3 separate regions of the Mus musculus genome follow, and all the other regions are linked to region 3. Evidence: chromatin contacts called from public HiChIP or PLAC-seq data. All regions are on one chromosome and are shown on one strand. The core of a region is the stretch at or near the end of the contact, and the rest is flanking DNA. Distances in the headings are between cores, read along the strand shown. Region 1 overlaps Rad51b (RAD51 paralog B). Region 2 overlaps Rad51b (RAD51 paralog B). Region 3 overlaps Rad51b (RAD51 paralog B).

The links. HiChIP or PLAC-seq counts read pairs in DNA pulled down with a chosen protein or histone mark.
Region 1: a contact with region 3 is called in a FOXA1 HiChIP or PLAC-seq map of pancreatic cancer cells. The contact joins two enhancer-like sites. A contact is called at or near these places in 1 of 15 datasets of contacts at CTCF or cohesin (large pre-B cells), 5 of 484 Hi-C or Micro-C datasets (the HPC-7 cell line, the N1E-115 cell line, cranial neural crest and 1 more), 11 of 115 datasets of contacts at active chromatin or transcription factors (CD8 T cells, the NIH/3T3 cell line, embryonic fibroblasts and 6 more) and 1 of 9 other capture datasets (embryonic stem cells).
Region 2: a FOXA1 HiChIP or PLAC-seq map of pancreatic cancer cells shows a contact between it and region 3. The contact joins two enhancer-like sites. A contact is called at or near these places in 2 of 15 datasets of contacts at CTCF or cohesin (CD8 T cells and the NIH/3T3 cell line), 3 of 115 datasets of contacts at active chromatin or transcription factors (CD8 T cells, large pre-B cells and pancreatic cancer cells) and 1 of 9 other capture datasets (embryonic stem cells).

Annotation. Positions count from the first base shown.
Region 1 is chr12:79,610,509-79,614,821 of GRCm38.p6, reverse strand. The region is part of intron 7 of Rad51b (RAD51 paralog B); the gene reads right to left. Among named protein-coding and RNA genes, the nearest start is that of Gm36048, 190 kb to the left of the region's middle. Within about 2 kb of position 1,936, at least 163 of the 459 cell types and tissues checked have an H3K27ac peak or open chromatin away from gene starts, as enhancers often do. A contact at or near this core is called in the NIH/3T3 cell line, heart atrium and pancreatic cancer cells, where this site is marked.
Region 2 is chr12:79,557,195-79,560,970 of GRCm38.p6, reverse strand. All of the region lies in intron 7 of Rad51b (RAD51 paralog B), which reads right to left. Among named protein-coding and RNA genes, the nearest start is that of Gm36048, 240 kb to the left of the region's middle. Within about 2 kb of position 1,375, at least 49 of the 459 cell types and tissues checked have an H3K27ac peak or open chromatin away from gene starts, as enhancers often do. A contact at or near this core is called in the NIH/3T3 cell line and pancreatic cancer cells, where this site is marked.
Region 3 is chr12:79,381,095-79,385,174 of GRCm38.p6, reverse strand. All of the region lies in intron 7 of Rad51b (RAD51 paralog B), which reads right to left. Among named protein-coding and RNA genes, the nearest start is that of Rad51b, 86 kb to the right of the region's middle. Within about 2 kb of position 1,419, at least 74 of the 459 cell types and tissues checked have an H3K27ac peak or open chromatin away from gene starts, as enhancers often do. A contact at or near this core is called in the NIH/3T3 cell line, heart atrium and pancreatic cancer cells, where this site is marked.

The sequences.
Region 1 (4,313 bases), core at 687-3,186, 230 kb before region 3:
AGACATTGTAGTAAGAAAACTACACCCCTTGACACAGAAGCAAATATAGAAACAAGCTGTGACTCATTTTCACCATCCCTCCAGTCCCAAGACTTTAAAGCATGATCCACAGAATGAAGCCCCCCCCCCCCCCGTAAAGACCCACTACACATTTACTGTGGTTCCAAGGGCAAAGGAAACCAATTAATTGGAAAAGTGTGAAGATAAAGACCTTCCAGGGGGAGGGAAGGGAGGTGGAATAAAAGAAAGGACCGACAAGAGCAAAAATATCATAAATTAATCATTCAAAATGGGTGCAAAATACTAGAGTGGGGCAAAGCCAAGCTGTTGTTTAGTCCCTGCCCAGGGCTAATCTACACAGCACTCTAGAAGGCTCAAGAGCAGCTATTAGAGGAAACAATAAAGAAGCCCCTCCCCCTGGAAATTTGATCTCTGCTTTGGAATTTTTATGACATTTCTTTCTTAGGGAAGGAGAAGGTCTCACCACCCTCTTCCAGCTTCAAAGCCTGCAATTAATATCCTTGGCCTGCTTTATGTACGTTGTTTGAGGTATTCTCAAAAGTCATATTGCTGAATTTAATGAAAGTCCATTAGGCAACTGAATCAGCAGAACACTTGGGCCTTCATCTACAGAACTATCCTGTAGACGAGTCACCTTGGTCACATTCACGAGGCCCTTCAGTGTCACCAACGCTGTATGTGCAAAATTAGGATTTTATCAGGACTCTTAGCTGAAAACCAAAAAATGCTTTGGGTTCCCCAGTTGGGAAATGGTAGGTCGTGATGTAAGAATATGTACAAAGTGATTTTGGTTCTTGTACAAAGACACTTGGTTCTTGGTATTACGCAACAAGTGAGTTCCTGAAAAGTTGCGACTTACACAGTCTATTTTTTTTTTTTTTTAATTCTCATCGATGGAGTCACTTACAATCCACATCAGGAACTCACTACTCACTGTTTAATGAAATCTGATTGTGGTTTCAGCTGTGAGGAAAGAATGCTTTGTAATTAAAACGAAATCTTTCTGTTTGATCAATTTTCTACATTCAGACTTGTTTTTTTTTTTTTTAACTGAAGTCTCAAGGTGGGTACTGTCAGGGTGCTATCCTCAGTTGGTACACAATGTTTTGTTTTAATGGTGTTTCTTCTTTCTTAGAAAAAAAAAAAAAATCCAAAGATCCAGAGAAGTATTTCTGTAACCGGAGTTCATGCTCTCTACAACATGAAAGGACACAACTTGTACTGGTGCTTTATTTAGCTTACTGTGGCCTGCGGCCTGTGGCCTGCGAGGCATCCAGGGTAGCAGACCCCAGTACACTATTAGGTAAGAAAACAAGAACAAAAACTGGAAGCCATGTCTCACCCACCTACGGCAGCTCTGCCAGTCTAGCTACACAGCAGAATCAAGATGGCGCCATGCCAGCAAAACAAAAATCTGCCTTCTGTTGTTGTTTGGTTTGTTTGCTTGTTTTTGTGATCTTCAGCGTATCTGAGTTAGTGGGGACAGTGAGTGATCGTAGGGTAATGGCTTACTATGATCTTCAGGCTCAGTCTGCTGTCCCTCTGAGAAATATCTAATGAACTCAAGGGAAGGTCTTACCTTCAGACACCCATGACCCAAATGACATGCCAAGGCAAGAGTGCCAGCACCACTGTGTGCTCCCATCACAATCTGCCCTTCGAGGCAGCTGCTGGCAGGCAGTGTCTGCCCTCTACTACCAGAATGCAATGGGGCAGAAAAATTAAACTGCAAGTGGGCTGAGGGAATAAAGGGAGAAGGAAACTTAAAGGCAGTATCTTGGAAGCATATGTTTCAGACTCACTGCGGGCAGTTCCCTGTCAAGCAGAGATCAGCCAGGTTGGTTAGCCTAATCTCCCCAAGCCACAGATGGTCTAGGCCTCCTCATTCCTGTCCCTGGGACCACAGCCAGTGGTGTGGCCACCCTGCCACCTAGCGTTCAGTGTGAAAACAAGCAGCACGTCTTGACAATGCATGCTGGGTTTCAAGAAGAGCCAGAAAAGGGAGCCAAGAACTTTGCTAAATTCCCTATCCCTTGTTCCCTTGTTTGTTTTTGTTTTAAATGAAGGTTATTCAACGCTGGCAGCCTAGTGAGACACTGCCAATAACCCCAGCAGCCCCTCACATCTGAAGGGGAAGCAAAGAGTACTGGGTCTGAAGTGAAGGCGCGGAGGAGAAGGCCCATTCCCTCCACATATGGTAAATGGTGTGGCTACGGCAGCACTGTCTCGGGCAGGGCAGGAAAAGTGTAGCCGTTGCAGGAGAAGATGAGGAAAAGGGACTGCTTTTTAAAACATCATTTTAGCAACACGCATGGTGGGGCAATGAGATAAGCCGTGGGCTTGGCCTGCACGCCTGGGCGTGAGCCCCGCTCAGCAGCTTCCTAGCAGTGTGGTTGGGTCACACACAGCTTCCAGCTTCAGTTCTGTTTCTGGAAAACAGCTGTACTTAGATGTGTCTTTCCTACTTCCACAAAACTGCCTTGAGGGTCTGCTCGAACAAAATGTATGCGGGGGCACTTTGAGCAAAAATTCTGTGGGCTAGAATTAGAACATAGGTTAAAATTAGAGTGTTCCAAATACATTTCTTTAAAATTATGCTTCATCCAGGATAACGAGCCCACCTTGACAAGCCACTTCAATGTCTTACATATTCACAATATTTTTTTTTCAAGACAGGGTTTCTCTGTGTAGCTCTGGCTGTCCTAGAACTTTCTCTGTAGGCCAGGCTGGCCTCAAACTCACAGAAATCTGCCTGCCTCTGCCTTTAATCTGCTGGGATTAAAGGTGTACCACCACTGCCTGGCCCACAAAATTTCTTAAAGCAACAGGACTGAATTCCCTTCTTCTGGACAGAGCTCACATTGTGATGACAAGCCAGGCATGAGGAGGCAGGGCTTTTCTTTGCTGTTCCTGAACTAACTTTCTGTGTAACTTCAAGCAAAGCCACTTCGCTGTCCTCAGTTGCAGTTTGTAAATACACAGATAAGTCAGCTGTAGACTGAACAGCCACCTCCTGCCACTTCTAAGATAAAAAGATGGCTTGCTTCTGATACCCACTCTTCCCCTTACACGAAACAGTCTTGAGGATCCAGTAGGATTTCTTTGGAAACTTAAGCTCATCACAAACCAATACAATGCAATTTTTCCAGAAAAATCCTAAAAGCTGTATGCTAGAAAAGACAGTCTTGGGAAGAAAAAGGTGGCCACTGAAGTATGAATGTGTTCGTATCCATATCAGAACATCCCAGGCTGCTCACAAATGGCTGTGGCCTGAAACAGCTCACCAAGCTACCCACCTGAGCTTCCACACTGACCACGAACGTCATTGCTTCCACATAGCTCTGAAAATACTGTCTGTTCTTTTTTTAGTAATGCTTTTAAACAATGTCAAGAAAAGAATTTTCCTTATCCAGATTTCTTCTCTGCCTACAAATGTCAACAGGACTTAGGAAGACAGTAATGAGAGCCCACTGACGTGAACTGCAGACAAGAGTCACACTGAAGCGCCATCAAGCCTGGAACATGACCATGACTGCCAGGGCAGGACGCGACTCACAGCCACCTCAGGCTCGTGAGCTTTTCCTCTATGGAGGGTGACCTGCTTTGAACATCTCAGCTTGTCCATCCTTTGGGAGAATGCCAGGAGTTAGCTTTGCCTGGTATCCCTGGGTGTCGTGTTGTGTACACTACACAAGCACACTGGTCCCAGAGGATCTAGCCCTCTCCTTTCTCCCCTCTGCTAGACCATCCACTTTCTAAGACAAACAGATTTTTCTCTAGTCTTTTCTAGAGGCCACGAAGACAGGGCTAGCCAAGGTTTGTGTCAATCTTCCTCCACTAGCCAAACAGCAGAAAGGCTCACTGGGATGCTACACTGCTTTAGCTCCATCAAGTCACTATCTGCCCAGGGAGGCGGGGCCCTTTGGGCGCTCCTGCAATAGAACCTTTTCCTGGAGGAAGTTCAGGGCTATACTTGCCCCAGACCAAATACACATGAAACTTTAAACTCTACAGAGCTTTTTAAAATGAGGGGCCTTGCCTCTCTGTGGCTTACAATAACACCGAAGGCTTGTTGTATCTCATTCATTTTGGCTGTTTTCCAGAGCAGCTGAGAAACTGAAAACAAGCCCACTGCTGCCCAGCCACTTCTCTTCTCACACAGCTCCTCCCTCCCCCATCCCTGTCACACAGGACTCTTCCTGACACACAGACAGGACGTCAGGTATATTCTGGGAAGAGTATACAGGTGAAAAATCACCTTGGCCTCAGTGCTCGGAGTTCAATACCAGTCT
Region 2 (3,776 bases), core at 126-2,625, 180 kb before region 3:
CACACACACACACACACACACACACACACACACACGCACACACACACAATCTTAACAAGTTAAAATTGTAGGCTCTCGCTTTACCCTTTAGTTGTTCCAGCTTTGTCCAGGACCCCAACCTTATACCCACAGGGCACATGGGATATAAGCCTGCCAAAAATAATTATGTGCTGAATAAACTAATAAGTGGGGCAAATTAAAATGAAAACATACTGAGACTGAGAGGGAAATGAAGTGTTCTATATTTTTTAAATTAAGGAAAGTAATCAAGTTAGAATAGTCCTTTTTCCTTTGAAGTTATAACCAAAAGTCACATTTTACAAAGCTGAAAAAGGGCATCGTCTCTATTACAGTCTCACGACCAAGCATTGTGCCTCCTTTGCTATGAAGCACTGGTGCACCACAATCCTCTTTGTCACACTGTTGGCTCCCATTCGCTCGCTTCTTACAGTTTTGCAAGAGACTCAAAGTCATAAGTTTGCGATTGTAAACACTTTCCTTGGTAAAGGGCACATACAGTCTTGCTTAAGAGAAAAGATATGATATGTGGAGGATATCCAAGAAACTTAAAGCTACGACGTAACTGCAGAGACCATGGTAATCTATTCCTTACTTTCTGGTCTGTAGTTTGTCTGGGGCTCTTTGATTACACCTGACTTACATCATTCTGTTGCTGATCCTAATCTATATCAGTCACCTATTCAATGTTCACTCCCTCAAGGGCAGTAACCATGTCTTCTCCTATTACTGTAATGTCCATAATGCTGAACAGTCCTCAACACGGTGGATACTGTATACTTCTTAACCAATCTAACAGGAAGATGCAAACAGAGATGCCCTAATTTCAAGGACTAACAATAACATTAGACTGCTCTCTTCATCAAGCCATGACAATCCTGAACATATTTTCTCCCTTGTTATCTTTGTCTTCCATTACAGAAGTGTAAGTGCCTCTTTCCAAACTGAAAAACATTTTCCATTGTAAGTTATACTCACAGCTGGGATCCTGAAATGTTCCCCCAGCAAAGATTTCTATCTGTGCTGCAAAGGGAGAAAGTGCAATGCATGAGCTTAATTCTTTAAACAAATCCAGAAACTCTGGTCCTTGGGCCTAGACAGCCCTCTTAGCTGGCTTGTTTGTTTAATGCCCCATTGCTACTTACCCTTGAGCTCCTGCTGGTAAGCAGTCAAGTGAGTGTGATCAGACTGGGACAGACTAGTGCTGGCGCGGTGGGTATGATCTCTATTATTCTAACAGCTAACATGCCATCCTACACAAAAAGAGCATTGAAAAAGGTAGATACCATGGAGAGGAAGCAGAGGTTAAGAAGCAGCCTAAACAAATACGTTACTCAGAACAGCTCATTTCCCAGCACTCTTGCTTCATCTTGGCTTGGTTAAACAGACTGCAGGCAAAGGGTAAGCATATCACCTTTTACTGTGGTTGATTGTCCATTTTAACTTTTAGATATTGTAGAAAAGTCAGGTTGCTGTGTCATACAGCCGTCACTGAACACTTGTGGTAATACTTCTGAAAGAAATAGTAACTACTTTTAAGAGAATTCCAAGTTCACTGTCAGTCTCTTAGCTTTTCCTCAGAGCACTTCTGAGAAACCAAATACGAATGTTTCTCATCTATTGATGAAGAAACAAGAGAAATATGCAGTTTTGCGCCAAGCAAACCATTTGGATGCTGCTTAGAAAATATGGCCTTGGTCCTCTGTATGGATGCCCCTTGTTGCTGAGGAAACTGGAACAACAACAACAACAAAAACAGATTAAAATATAAGGTAGTATGGAGTACTTCCTGAATAGGTCAAATAAAGCAGTGCACAGAACAGCACTGACACCCAAGTGCAAGGCCAAGGGAAATGTAAGAATGGAAGAAGCGCAGGAATGCTGTCCTGAAGGAGATGAGGGAAGAACGGAAGGCTGAGGGAACAGCATTATATAACCAGGCAAGACAGGCAGAAGCACGTCATGTTCAGGTGACCCAATGGAGCCTGTGTGGATGGAACTGAGATTACTGAGTGAAAGCCCACATGAATGAAAACCACAACAGAGTTAACCCCAAGCCAGGCAGTGGGAACACAAGCCTGTAATCCCAGCATGAGAAAGGCAGAAGCAGGAAGGTCACAGTGAGTTCAAGGCCAGCCTGGTCTACAAAGCTAGTTCCAGGAAAGCTAGGGCTACACAAAGAAACCCTGTTTCAAAAACCCAAAACCAAAATAGTAATAATAATAATAACAACAATAAAAAGGTAACCTTAAAGTTTAGAAAAATTCTGAGTGACTAAAAAAAAGGAACTGAACATGATTTTTGTTATGAAGCTGAAAATATATAAATGTGAAAATATAAGCTGCCCCTAAGTTATCTGAGTAAAAGCTCTCCTCTGATATTCATTCACAAAATGTTCCGATCTAAACTTCTGATTATAGCCTCTTTGATCAAAGACAAATCTTTTATTTTTAATTCTTACAAAACTATATATCTATAAAACAGAGATCAGGGAGAGAGACATAGCCTTACAGATTGGTCACTCAATTACAGCACAGAAAATGTTACTTTCAGAGACAATGACAGAGGAAGAAGTGTCCAAAAAGATACCATGAAAGGCTCCACGTGAGCACTGATTCTTGCTGGGTCCTCCTGGTTAAGGTTAATAAATAAAAGGACACAGCAGCTGACACTTATGATTAACCATGGCATAGTATTTCAAGCTATGAACAACGGGAGAGTTTCGGGAACCAGCAGAACTCATACATTCATTCAACATATGACCTTGGCTTGTCTGGCCTGTAGGTGACCCGAATTGAAGAGAAATGTCTGGCTTAAAATTTAACTGGGTGTCTGAAATCCTATGTCACATGGCTGGAAGTCAGTAATGTTGCAATTTCTGGAACCTCCACTTCTGTCAATGCGACTGGAAGGTGTACAGGTGAATTTAAAGAGAACACTGAGAAAACTAGCTAAGTGATTAGTTTCAGACAGCTCTTGAATAATTCCCAAACACTTGGGGCCAGTCTCAGTGAACCACGATTACACAACCAAGGTAATTTTATTCCCTGCCATGAGCAAGTGCCCTCTAGATTATAGTGGTAAACAGCTCTTGGTGATTAATGAAATCAACTCTTTCTCTGCCCTCTAGTGAGGGCAAAACTCTAAAGGAGAACACACACACAAAAGTATCAACCACTGATTTACAGGCAAAGACCAAAGCGATCTAAGTGTTCTCTGAGTTTGAGAAATTACTTCTGAATATGACTTAGGCTTTCAAAAGACACCACAGATAACAAGATGAAAGGGACTTCCATCATTCCTTCCTTAGAGAGTGTTCTCTAGTTAGTATCTTTCCTATGTCCTTATGGGATGAACACTGAAGGCAGAGCCTGGCTTTTCTCTTTCTGGGTGATAAAGAAATATCACTTAGTACTTACTTTCTTATCACAGGGGTGAAATACCTTTTATTGGATTGCCCATTAAACAGTTTGAATTTGTAGTGGCTTCAAATGTCTCTACATAGAAGCTCGAGTTTCCATAAAGCAGATCTATGGCCTCTCTAAAACCAGGATCCAACACAGATACTTAATTTTAGGCCTAGTTCATATATACTTTGACACTACAGCAGGTGAATTTCCAAGCATGGGTCCTCAGTTTCAGGTCTGAACAACTGGTATTTTACTCACAAACCTGCCAACAATCCCCTGGAGTTTTCTACAAAAGAACTACAACATGTACTTAACACAAATGAGTGTTTCTGCAATTACAATATCCTT
Region 3 (4,080 bases), core at 170-2,669:
ACAACTCTTAACACTTATCTCTAACAGCAGTGAAGCCTCGGGGCTCTAGAGCTGTTCCCAGTGAACTCAGGGCTTTCCTTGCAAAACCTCCGCACTTCGCAGTTTCATGTTTATATCATAACCAGGGAGTAAAGTACACTGCCCCCTCTGCACCCCACCCTGAACACACACCCTGCTAGCAAGATAAATCGGCCAGCTTTCGGCATATGGAAGCATTTTTATATTGTCAGCTCTGGTGGGGTAGGGAGGAAAACAATTTGCAAATGCCACTCAGTGAAATACACACTTTCAAGTAAGCCTGATTAGAGAAAGGTTCGTGTGGCAAGCATCGCATTCAGTAAATCCTTCCCCTTTCGTGGAGAACGGAATGTTAACTTTGTATAAAATACAGCAGAGTGATCAAGAAAGATGGAAATCAAGTAAAAACTGTAAGATTCTTCAGGACATGGGAGATTATTAAAGAACTGGTCTGAAATATGTAAGCAAATGAGCTAATTTTTATTTTAAATTCCTTATCCAAATAGTGAAGTGTCGGGAAAAGGAATGGGGCTGGGGAGGGGGGCAGCTAGAGAAGGCTAAGCAGACTCTTCAAAGAGCCGCACCAGGCTCCTCCTGACACCCCCCAAGCCTGCTGCTCCCCCTCATTTCTTTACCTCCTTTCTATAGAGCAGGAGTGGTGCCTGTGCAGAGCACACAGGACTCACGAGAAGACAACCCAGAGCCATCATAGGGTGGCTATCACCAGGATGCTCTATGGAAGGCTGGGCTGCAGACAGGAGGTACTGGGGTGATCTAGACAGTAAATGTGTATTTACATATCCTGTATGTCTTGCTTTCCCAAGGGCATGATCCCTCACCCCACTCCCCCAAAATCACTAGCAAAGGACCAAAGGCAATAGTCAAAAGGTGGAATCTTTTCTAGCCCTTGAATTTCTCTAATTCAAGTATTTCTGCAATAGAGTAAGGATTTTTTTTTTCCTTAAACACACATATGCACAAATAACAGGGAGAGACTGGTTTTTGTTTTGTTTTGTTGGGTTTTAGTTTTGTATAAACATCAGTAATTTAGCCACAAGGAAACCAAAAATGTTCAAATAATAACCTGAATCACAGACTCAAATTATAAGTAATCCTAAAACCAAGCCTAAACAGACTATGCGATGGCTCTAATGGAAAAAGACAAATGTTGAATCAGTGTCTCAGGCATCAGCAGAGAAGCTCCCTCTTGTAACAGATGGGAATGAAGCAGAGAGACCTACCTACAACCTGACAAGAATTGGCAGAGGGAGAGACTTTGGAGTACTGGGTCCTAAAAAGATGTCTTCATGGAAGCCGTCCTCTCAAGGCTCAGAGAACTGTGCAGAAGGGGAGGCAGAGAGACTGAAAGAGCCAGAGGGGTGGGGCATGACTGACATCAAGAAAACACTTCCAGATACCAGGGGACTGACTCACGAGTGAGCTCCCAGAGACTGTGGCAGCATGCACAGGGCTTGCATGGGTTCTAGTCAGATGGGTCCTGGCCCTGAGAAAGAGAATATTTTTCAAAAATCGGTTTTCTCCAGTGGAGCCTCACTATGTATATAAACCACACTTCAGGGTAGGCTTCATGCTCAGCAGTAGGTCAACTCAAACCATACTTAGCTGAATATTTGTACACTTTTGTGTCTCATATTGCTTTGTTTGGGCAACTGTTTATCATCTGGTCTTTTGTTGGTATATTATGGTTTCTGATTGTGTTTTTATGGTGTGTGTGTGTGTGTGTGTGTGGAAGAGAGAGAGAGTTTTTCTTGAGCTTCTTCTTCTTCTTTTTTCTTTAATTCTAGGGGTTTTGAGAGAGTCTTTATTATTGGAGCCATGGAGACAGGGATAAGATGGAGAAAAAGAAACCATGATCAGAACATACTGATGAAAAAAATACCTTATTTTCCATTTTAGAACAAGAAGATGAATGTGCCTCTGTCCTCTGACTTTAAGCAAATATTCTCCCTGAGTCTTTAGGGTACAAAGGAGACAATGAGGAGGAGGAGGAAAACTGAGAGAAGGTTAAAACTAACAATGCAAACAGAGCTGTGTCTTAGCTAAGCACAGAACTTAACGTCACTAAAAGAGCCCAGCTGTCTTTCCCACTGGCATGCTCTCTGGACTCATTCTTCCAGAATGTACTAAAAGTACTAAGAATGCTATGGAACACAATTAGCCACATTATTTACAGGCTATTTCAGGTTGTAAACTTATATTATTATTATTTTAACTTTTCTCAGTGAATGAGAAGATGATGAAACTAAATTTCAGTTATTTGTCTTCTCTCTCTCTCTCTCTCACCCTCTCTCTCTCTCTCTCTCTCTCGTGTGTGTGTGTGTGTGTGTGTGTGTGTGTGTGTGTGTTTGTGTATGTGTATCAAATTCATGGAAACTTTAAAAAATAGAAGTAAATTTCTTGTTTATCTAATAAATTCTGCTTATCTCAGTAAAAGAACCTGGCCAGCCCATAATGAAGTAGGATAGGGGTCAGTGTTCCTATCTGTCCTGCTCCAGGCAACCTGTACACTTTTGCTTTGACATCTCAAGGCTAACTGCCAATTCTGATGGTTAGCCAAAGGGGAAGGGTTTTCTTTAATTAATCTCTTCATGCAGCAATTCATCAGGAAACTGATGAAATGTAGCCGCATACCATACTAAAGTCAGCTAATCCCCATGCATGGCTCTGGGAGTTATCCTTCGTTCAGCAGCATCCTGGGGAGAAGGTTTTACAGTCAAGTCAAGGTTCCTAGCTGCTCAATCAGAGCATTCAGCAAAAGGCACACAGGAAGTAAAGGATATTGCATTTGGAAAATTGGAATTCTCTTTGGAAAGAGAAATTAACTAACCCACTTAAACAAATTAAAAATAGAGAAATAAACTGTGCTGGCATTACATGTTAATACAACAGGAATTTGAAGTTTAAGAACTACTTGGGCCAGAAACAGTCTAAAGTGGCTTTACGAGAATGGAAAGAACATAATGAGATTTGGGTTGACAAAAGAAGTAAAGAATTGAAAAAACAGGAGGGGAGACAGGAGAGTGTAAGCAAAGGGATACAGCAAGACAGGGAACTTTCTGCATGTGGTCTGAGGGATTTAGATGGACTTTAGTCTACAGTAGAAGCAATTAAGTAAAGTAGGTGTTTAAAATAAAATTGGTTGAGGGCTAGGGTGATGGCTTCATGGTTAAAAGCACTGGTTGATTATGTAGAAAACCCGGATTTGGCTCCTTGAGCACCTACCAGGTGGTCACAACTTCCCATTAACTCCAGTTCCAGGAAATGGAAGCCCTCCTCTGTTCTTCATGGGCAGCAGACACAGATGTGGCACACATACACAGATGAACACAAACACTCATAGGCATATTTTTAATAAATAAATAATCTTCTAAAGAGAAACAGTTGAACAAGTGGAGGAAGTCTGGTTTGTGGTTGCATTTAAATGTCAAGGAGGCAAATCTAACCCTGAAGATTAGATCGGTGAGGCACAATTAGTTATCACAAGGGAGGCAGCAACTTGAGTCTCTTTCCAGTGGATGGTTTAAAAACAACAACAACAACAACAAACAAACCACGTGTGACAAAAATTAGAAGGCAGCAAAGGAGCTGTTGAAGCTATGCACACGTGTGTAGCACTAAAGGCCTCAGGTTGCAGCTACCAGGCAGTCAGCGTCTACTATCTCACTTTATCATGCACAAGAGACAAATGGGTACCCTGGTCCCCAGAAACAGGGGTAACAAATGGTCCTTGTTTTAAGATTAACTTTTAAGCAATTTGTTACAGCGACAGATAACTAATATAGACTCAAGCTAGAGAAAGAAGCCCAAGAAAGATCAGGGAAGCAGGAGAGGACGAGGACAAGCTCCCTGAAGGCAGCGCTTCTGTGGGTTTTTCTGTAAGTCATTCATGCTTGTGCACGACTGTGATCCAAAGCCTAAAGTTTGTAAATCTTCACCTCTCTCCATCCACACCCAATCCTAACTCAGTCCTCCATCTTAATTATACTGACCTATACGATGCAAAAATTCATAACCTTTCACGTTTTCCTTTCCAAATCATCC